2 separate regions of the Pan troglodytes genome follow, and region 1 is linked to region 2. A link is a contact called in public HiChIP or PLAC-seq data. All regions are on one chromosome and are shown on one strand. The core of a region is the stretch at or near the end of the contact, and the rest is flanking DNA. Distances in the headings are between cores, read along the strand shown. Region 1 holds the start of LOC107970716 (collagen alpha-1(II) chain-like). Region 2 overlaps LOC134809463 (a long non-coding RNA gene).

Evidence for each region. HiChIP or PLAC-seq counts read pairs in DNA pulled down with a chosen protein or histone mark.
Region 1: an H3K4me3 HiChIP or PLAC-seq map of stem cell-derived excitatory neurons shows a contact between it and region 2, with 4 times the contacts expected there. The contact joins the promoter of LOC107970716 here to the enhancer-like site in region 2. A contact is called at or near these places in 4 of 7 Hi-C or Micro-C datasets (blood, induced pluripotent stem cells and stem cell-derived neural progenitor cells), 1 of 1 datasets of contacts at active chromatin or transcription factors (stem cell-derived excitatory neurons) and 1 of 1 other capture datasets (stem cell-derived neural stem cells).

Annotation. Positions count from the first base shown.
Region 1 is chr2:110,774,801-110,779,136 of NHGRI_mPanTro3-v2.0_pri, reverse strand. LOC107970716 (collagen alpha-1(II) chain-like) reads right to left here and starts at 3,015. Exons shown (of 4, transcript XM_063806355.1): 1 at 2,916-3,015; 2 at 907-2,831. The coding sequence starts at 3,015. The coding sequence ends at 1,948.
Region 2 is chr2:110,615,457-110,619,983 of NHGRI_mPanTro3-v2.0_pri, reverse strand. All of the region lies in intron 1 of LOC134809463 (a long non-coding RNA gene), which reads right to left. All of the region lies in intron 5 of LOC101057909 (a long non-coding RNA gene), which reads left to right. Among named protein-coding and RNA genes, the nearest start is that of CCDC54, 100 kb to the left of the region's middle. Within about 2 kb of position 1,778, at least 10 of the 24 cell types and tissues checked have an H3K27ac peak or open chromatin away from gene starts, as enhancers often do. A contact at or near this core is called in stem cell-derived excitatory neurons, where this site is marked.

The DNA of each region.
Region 1 (4,336 bases), core at 1,766-4,265, 160 kb before region 2:
GAAGGCCAGGCAGAGGATGGGAATAATGCAAGAACACAAAGCAGGGGACAGCACTATATGTGCAGAGGACTACAGCGTGTTTAGTATTGCTCAAAGTTTGATGAGAGGCAGAATTGTGGGTGTTGAAAAGTAGTAATATCATGTAATATTTTATCTGCCTTCTTCATAAGTCTAATTTTAATTTTATCCTGTAGAATGGATGGGGGATCAGCAAATGATTTTAGGTAAAGGAAATAATTTGCTCAGAGTTGTTGAGAAAAGGCAGTAGTCTCCGTGGTTCTCTCTTTCTTTCTTTCTTTGTTGCCCAGGCTGGTACACAGTGGTGCACTATGGCTCACTGCAGCCTTGACCTCCTGGGCTCAAGCAACACTTCCCATCTCAGCCTCCTGAATAGCTGCACTACAGGTGCACACCACCACACCTAGGCCGGAGTGCAGTGGCATGACCATGGCTCACTGCAGCCACGAATTTATGGGTTCAAATGATCCTCCCACCTCAGCCTCCTGAGTAGCTAGGACTACAGGATGCACCACCATGCCCGTTTTTTTTTCTTTTTGCAGAGATAGGGTGGGGGTGGGGCTGGCGGTTGCGGAGGGGGGTTGATGGATTGTCTATGTTGCTCAGGCTGGTCTTGAACTTCTACTATCCTCCTGCCTTGGCCTCCCAAAGTGCTGGGATTACAAGCATGAGCCACCATGCCTGGCCCCCATTTTCCTTTATAATATTAGCGTTCTTACCAGGTAACATGAGCAGAAATGAAATAATCGAGTTTCACATGGTTTCTCTCTCCCTCTGGGAGAGAAACTAGATTAACAGTCAAAAATCCAGAAGGCAAGCAATTTGAAGGGGAAACTAAGGATAATCAAGATTTGACTGTACACTTTTTGTAACTGTTGAATTATTTACCTTCTTTGACTCCTCCTGGACTGAGCCAATGTAGTCTGGATAGTAGAAAGGACCTTAGCCAAGAAACCAGAACAGCCTCTCTGAATCTCTTTCTGCAATTGTGTGTTTCCAGAAAAATTGCTTCTTTGAGTTTGTTTTCTGATCAGGAAAATGAGGAAGTTTGATTACATCAAGGCTTCTCAAGTTCTACTTTTATCACATTCACCTAAGGTGGTTCCAAAATATACAGATTCCCAGATCTGACTGGAGGACACAGTGTAGAGGTTGGGCTGAGGTCTCTGTATCAGACTGGGCGTAAAGTGTAATGTCCTGTCCTGCCACTTATTAACTGGGTGACCTAGAGTAAGTTACTTCATGACTCGTATTTTTCTCATAGGTAAAGCAGGGATGACAGTATCTCTACTTCATATGTCCCCGGGAGGGTAAAATGATAGAATCCTTTTTAAGTAGCAAGTATATTGCCTGTCACATATTAATCATTCAACAGATGTTATATATTATTTGTATAGCCCACAGTATTCACTGTGTGTGTGTGTGTGCGCGCGCGTATTTGGTGCAAGGTAGACGATCCATAAGTATCTGCTGCGTAAATAAAAGTTTTTTTTTTTTTTTAGCAACTTCTTTTGTTCTCAGATCTGAAATGATTAGCCCAGGAATTACTTCCCTAAAAAGGTAAAGCTAGTTTGAGAGAACTGCTTAAATGTGGCGCTCAATCTTTGCTATCTTAGACTGAGAGCCTCATGATAATTAAAAAATAATTTAAAGATGAAAGTCCTACTAGAGTGGGCGAGCTGAGAACGAAAAGGAATGAGCCTCAGAGACTGTTAGCCGGATCCAGCCGGCCACTACGTAATCCACTCCAGTGATTCTCACCTAGGTGCGCATCTCCATTTTATCTCACAAGATGCCGTGAAATTCTCAAAGTCATTGTAACTACAATTGATTTTGAATCACAAAAAAAGCAATATTCCATTTTCCGTGTTGTTGACCAAGCAGAAAACAGAACAACGTAACTTTTAAAACGCTTGAAAATCAGGGCTATCAAAAATAGAGAACTTCTATTCGCCATGAACTCGCTGATGCAAACAATCCACGCACACTGAACCGTGTGTTTTTCTGGGTGGTGGTGGTCCCTCGCCAAATAGTCAGCGTTTGGTTCTCGGCGTCTGTAGCGAGAGGAGTTACAGTTTGGTACCGGCAGGGAGGAAATCGCCTCGCAATCTCTGGAGGTGGCCTCCTAGAAAGATCGCTGGGAGGGGAGGAGCCCCGATTGTCCTGGAAGAAAAGCATGGCCCCATCCGGGAAGTCACAGCTTGCCGGGAGCCCAGGGCTGGCGGCTCTGGGTCCTGGAGGTGGCAGACGCCGGAGCAGCCGGCCTCGTAGCCCGGGCCTGCGCGCCTGGCAAGGGGCTCCGTGTGTGCGAGTGAAAGACGCACACCGGGCGGACCTGCGTGGGCTTCGGCCTCGCCCCGCCGCGCGCGGGGTTGCGGCTGAACCTGAGCAGGGCTCATCCCTGCCCGGCGAGGGTAAGGGCGGCCTGGGATCCGCTGCTGCCCGGACGGGAGCCGCTCGGGGCCGGGATCCCTGGGCCTTGGCGGGGAGCGGCAGCCCCTCCCCCCGGAGCCCGCGCTTCCGCCCGAGCCCCGGCGGCGGCGGCGGTGACCGTGGCCCCGCCGCGCCTTCCGCCTGGGAGCTGGCGCCGCCCGCCCGCGCCCTTGTGCACCGCGCCCACAGGCCGCGGGAACCCAGAGCGCCCGGGCCCAGGGGCCTCTGCCGCGCGACTGAGACGCACTCCGAGCTGGACGTGTGGAAGGTTCGGCCAGCTCGGCGTTTCGCCCCCGCTGGGGATGGGCCACTGGGCACCTGCAGCCATCCAAGAGCGGGGAGTTGGCCGGGCCCTGGCCAGGGGCCGCCGCCACAGCGTACTGGCAGGGAGAACAGAGCTAGCTAAGCCTCCTTCCTCTCCCAGATTCCCAGGGAAACTGGACAGCCCGACGCCCAGAGCGGACGGGCGAGAGCCCCTGAGGTGCCAAGTGGACCCCGGTTCTGCTGCTGCCACTGGCCGATTGGGGACGCCGGCACTTGCGCTGTGGGCGTGTGGTGGGGCATTTCCGTTATCCTCTCGAAGACACCCCGCCACTATTCCTGCTCAAACAAGCACAGTCTGGTGTGCAAGCCGACCGTACCTCCTCCCCTCCCTCCTTTCTTGCACGCACCTTCGTTCGTCTATTCTTACCTTCTTCCCCAGAGCGCCAAGACAAATGTGGACAAGAGTGAAGAAGTCAGGATACTGCCAAGTGTGTGTGTATTGGGGTGGGGGGTAGTAATAAGCGGGGAGAAAGTGGTGAAAATAAAATTAGAAATCTCAGAGTATGTAGCAACACACACACACACACACACACGCACACACACACGTTCCCAGCCTGTTAGCAATCTTGGCTATGTCCAAGTGGAAGCAAATTTTAATGCTCGGTCTTAGAAGAAAATTTCACATATACAGGCTTCAGAGGTAACGGGGTAACCGATAGCTTCCTTTTACTTCTCGGCATTTATTTTTGCTTTTCTGAAGCATAGTCCTATGTTTATTAAAGGGACCACAGGAGTACACGCTGTTTGAAAGCCATTCCTGGGCACCACTGAGGCCGGCTTCCCAGGGAGCCTTTGTCGCCTCTGCAGCAGAGGTCACTGGACTCTCCTCAAGGTGTAATGTGAGGGGACAGGTGCCTCGGGGGCTTGGGAAAACACCACGCTGTGCTCTGATGTGTGTCCCCATCCCGGGCGAAGGCAAGTGCTTTGCATAAGGACCAGATGGGTTGCTGAAGAGGGAGGTGGAAAACAAATAGACCCTTGGGTGTATCTTGAACCCCTTCAACACCCCCCCTTCCCCACTCCCCGCCTTCACCGAAGCAGTGTCAGAGTCCTCTTCGATCCAGCACGCTCTCCTTCACTTGCGAAAAACTGCATTAAAACGAGGCAGTCGGAGCTGACTGCGGAAACCCATGTTCTTAGAGAGTCGTCTGGCTACTGCGTAGTCCTGGAATATTCTTTTTTTCAAAAGGCCTCTTCCAGTTGATTCCAACCGGGTTCGGGTTATTGTTCTCACCACCGATAGGGGGCAGCAGGTGTCCTGCGATGCCCCGGCGATGTGCGCGCAGACTGCCCTGCTGTCCCCGGGAATCCGACTACATTGAACGTTTGGGGCAGAAGCAGGACCTGCTACCTCTAAGTCCACCGCAGCAGCTGCCGGGACTTGGGCCTCCCAGCCTGGGCGCCTGGGGGGCTTCCCCTGTGCAAAGGGTGGGCGAAACCATCTGTGCACCAAGCCTGCCCCTAAACTTAGCGTACAGCATAGATAGATAAACTCAGTTGTATGCAAATGCTATAATTAAAATATACAGTCATTTGAAAGTACTGTAGGCTCTATTGGAGT
Region 2 (4,527 bases), core at 529-3,028:
AAGCCAATAAATCTTACTGTGTTGGTTGCTGCTGAGAATAACTGGAACTCAATGCTACTTGCAAACTTCGAAGTTTATAGAATGTGCCTCAGAATAATCTTGCTAAAGAACTCGAGACTGGTCTGTTTACATAAACACTACTGTTTAGCATGGTTTGAGTGTTCTCCCCATGGTTATTAACCCTCCGCACTTCTGAGCTGCACGTTGCATCTACTGAGTGACCTTCCAAGACTTCAGATAAATCTCTAAAGCAAACAAAACAAAACAAAAACCACAGAGATTTCATACCTGCAGAGAGTCACTGACAGTATGCATGGAATTGTTTATGTCAGCTGCACTGAAATCAGATGGACTGAGTAGAAATGGCTTTGGGCACTACCAGTGTCTATCATACCTACATTTATAATGGAAGGAAATGCTAAATTTCAGTTTGAGGTTAGAATGGAATTTCTTTTCCATCTAAGCCGACAGAACTTTTGGTATCCCATGAAAACCATGTCAAAAACTCTAGGCCTAGATTAGCTGTGGTGGCTCACGTCTATAGTCCCACCACTTTGGGAGGCCAAGACAGGTGGATCACTTGAGTCCAGGAGTTCAAGACCAGTCTGGGCAACATGGTGAAACTCCATCTCTACAAAAAAAACAAAAATTAACTAGTGGTAATGGCACGCCACCTGTTGTCTGTGGTCCTAGCTACTCACAAGGCTGCGATGGGAGGATCACTTGAGCCCAGGAGGTGGAGGCTGCGGTGAGCCAAAATTGTGCCACTGCACCTCCAGCCAGGTGACAGAGTGAGACCTTGTCTCAAAACAAAAACTAAACCAAAAACAAGACAAACTCCTGGTCTAGAAGCTCAGTAATTGTGCATTCTCTTTCCTGGCATACTGGAAGCCTCATTCTTCATCTAAGTTGATCATGTGACTGGGTTCTAGCCAGGCTAGGGGACAGAAGCAAAGTATACTACTTCCATGCCTAGCCCCTGAAATTATGCCACTCTTTACTTGACAGCCAAGAGAAAATTCAGTGTGAAGATGATGGAGTGACACAATAGAAGGAACCTGAATCACTGAATCATCACTTGGAAGAAAGCAGCCCAGACTAGTTACCCAACTCCCATCAGACAGTGACCAGAGTGAGAAATAAGCCTTGTGTATGGTGTGTGTGTGTGTGTATGTGTGTGTGTGTGTGAATTCGTGGGTATTTGGGGTTGCTTACTTTAGCAGATTATATTACTTTAGCTGACACAGTCAATGTGGTATCTTACATAAGATCGATACTTTCCTGATTTGTACTGCACTTTGGTCATTGAAGAAAGTATTAGTTATCACCTCTTTACCTCATAGGCATATGATGAAAATGGACAGAATCATGTTTGTGGTTTGCTTTTAGCCTTTTAAGGACTAGGCAGATGGTTAGCTCAAAGCAGTGGTATAATTATTTCCAGATAAATGATTCCTTTCCTCCTAGTTAGGGAGAATCATCCATTGCTATTTTGCACTTGCTGAACACAAATTGACAAAGAAATCCTCCTTCACAGTCCCCAGATAATAAACGTGAGAGAAAGAACCAGTATGAAATACTGTCTGCTTTCTCTTTTATCATGGCTGGTTAAGAAAATGTCCTGGATATAATACATAGGAAAGACACACAGATAATCACTCATATTTTAGATGAATAAAAATGAAGCTTGTTTAATAATATGTCTTATCATTAAAAAAACGCAGAAGGGTACTATCTATCCAGTGTCAGAGATGGACAGTGACAAAGAAGTAAGAATACTCCCTCTTGTGGTTCTTGAGAGAAATAATTCCTGCTACGAGATCATGTTGAGAAAACAGAGATACTGGATTCAAAGATCACTTCAGTGGATAATTAAAGCTTATCCTTTTCACTGTGACCTGATTTAATGAAGCTAAGTAACCATTTTAGGCTGGGTTGGTGTGGCTCTTCTGGAGAGTGTGAGCTTGCACCGCTAACCTCAGGGGACAACTAAACATGTGACAGGAGGAAAGGACTCTTCAACCTGAACTGGAAAAGAGATGCTTTCTACTTGGATTTTTTTCCCTGAAGGGTAAAAGAAACAGTCATTGTCACTAAATTTCCTTTTTCTCTAACTTGGATCTGGTTCCCCAATGTGGCCATGTACTTGCACTTGGGGAAGCTTTGATTTAAGAGGAGTGAATTTGGTTTAGCGCCCTATTTCCTCTAAAACACAGCTCATGCTATTATTTTGTGTGGGGGTATAAATGTGTTTCTCTGATATATGCTTTTCCCCTTTTCTAGGTGGAATCTTACTTAGCAGCTTTGTTTTTCTCGAGGGAGAGTTGATGCCCCCAAATAGGAATTTCCTCATTTCTTAAGGAGTAAAATAGGATGGCACAACTGGAAGACAGCACAGATCCAATGTCAGCAAACATTTGATGTGCAGTTGTGATTTGTTTCTCACAATTGGTATCCCTTACTTTTTGCTGTTAGTGTTTCACCATTAGAAATATGATATCCTCCAGTTATGAGGATGGTTGACATCTGCATGGGAAATCAATATCATCTATCTATCTATCTATCTATCTATCTATCTATCTATCTAATCATCTCTATCTCTCCCTTTCTCTCTGCTTCTGTAGTTAAGAAGTACATATTGCACGCCTGTAATCCCAGCACTTTGGGAGGCCGAGACGGGCGGATCACGAGGTCAGGAGATCGAGACCATCTTGGCTAACACGGTGAAACCCCATTTCTACTAAAAATACAAAAAATTAGCCGGGCGTGTTGGCGGGCGCCTGTAGTCCCAGCTGCTTGGGAGGCTGAGGCAGGAGAATGGCGTGAACCCGGGAGGCGGAGCTTGCAGTGAGCCGAGATCGCGCCACTGCACTCCAACCTGGGAGACAGAGCAAGACTCCGTCTCAAAAAAAAAAAAAAAAAAAAAGTACATATTGTTCTACTCTGCCCAGAGAGGTCCTGATTTATGCCACTGTCTCATTTGGTTTAAGATTTGTTCCTTTTTCATTTTTTCCAATGAAGAATATAATGATTTCAACTTTATTAATCACAATATGTAACTTTAAGAACATTGGAGGTAATCTTATTTAAAAAAGATTTAAATATTATATTAAAAAACACATTCTTCAGAAAAATACCAGACATGATGTTAAAAGCAAAGAAACTGATTAAAATGCATTAATGTGTACCAAGAATAATTGTTCAACTTTTAGCATTTTAAATGTTCAACTAATCAATATAATAAGTTTTTTAAAATTTTTGCAGCCTCTAAGATGGCCCCAATGAGACTCACCTCCTGATATTTATTGCCTCGTGTGATCTCTTCCCTGGCAACATTGAGGGCATATCATTTCCCTGATCCAAGTTACAAAAGACTGTGATTTCCATCTTGCTAGTTGACTCTCCCTGTTGATTTCTCCACATAATGCTTTAATGAAGCAAGGTGCCAGGTTGAAGAGATCCCTTTAGCAAGGAATTGATGGTAGCCTCTGGTCAATAGCCAGTGAGGAACTGAGACCTTCAGTTCAAAAGCCTGTTGGCTGCTAACAACTAAGTGAGCTTGGAAGTGGATCCTTCCCCATCCAGCCTTCAGATGAGACCCCAGCTTTGTGAACACAGCCAAGGAGAGACCTTAAGACAGGCCCCAACTAGACGTGCACAGATTCCTTAGACATACACAGATTCCTAATCCATACAAACTGTGAGATAATAAATATGTTTTGTCCTAAGCTGCCAAGTTTGTGGTTTATTTATTTATTGCACAGCAATATATAACTAATACAAGCTCAATCCCTTCTCCCAGCCCAAATCCATTTCAGATTTTAACTTCACTGGGGTGAAGATTGAGCCCAAAGTGAGGCTTTAGCAGTTCTGAATTACCCAAAAGGTATAATAAGTATGTATTTAAAGATCAAGCAAAATAGAGGTAGTTTTTTTGGGGGGGATTTGAAATTTCAAATTCAAAATAATAAGCAAAAACACATTGGGGCTGGGTGTGGTGCCTCATGCCTGTAATCCCAGCACTTTGGGAGGCTGAGGCAGAAGGATCACTTGAGCCTAGGAGTTTGAGATCATCCTGGGCAACATACGGAGATCCCCATCTCTACAAAACATTACAAAAAAAATTAGCCAGGTGTGGTGTCCTGTGCCTATAGTCCCAGCTACTTGGGGGCGCTGAGGCGGAAGGATTGCTTGAACTGAGGAGGTTGAGGCTGCAGTGAGCTATGATTGTCATGCCACTGCACTCCAGCCTGGGTGACAGAGCGAGACCCTGTCTCAAAACAAACAAACAAACAAACAAACAAACAAACAAACAAAAGAATCACTGGGGGAGTCATTATGAAAAAAATAAGGATTTTGTTGAAATGCTTCATATATATTTTATGATTAAATATTATTTATATTTACAATGACAGTTAGGGACACCACAATCTTTTTCATACCTAGAACCTCTAAAAATCTTAAAATGACTTTAGGTTCTGGCATGGAAGAGCCAACACTGAAATGGACTTGAAAGTGCAAGAGGTT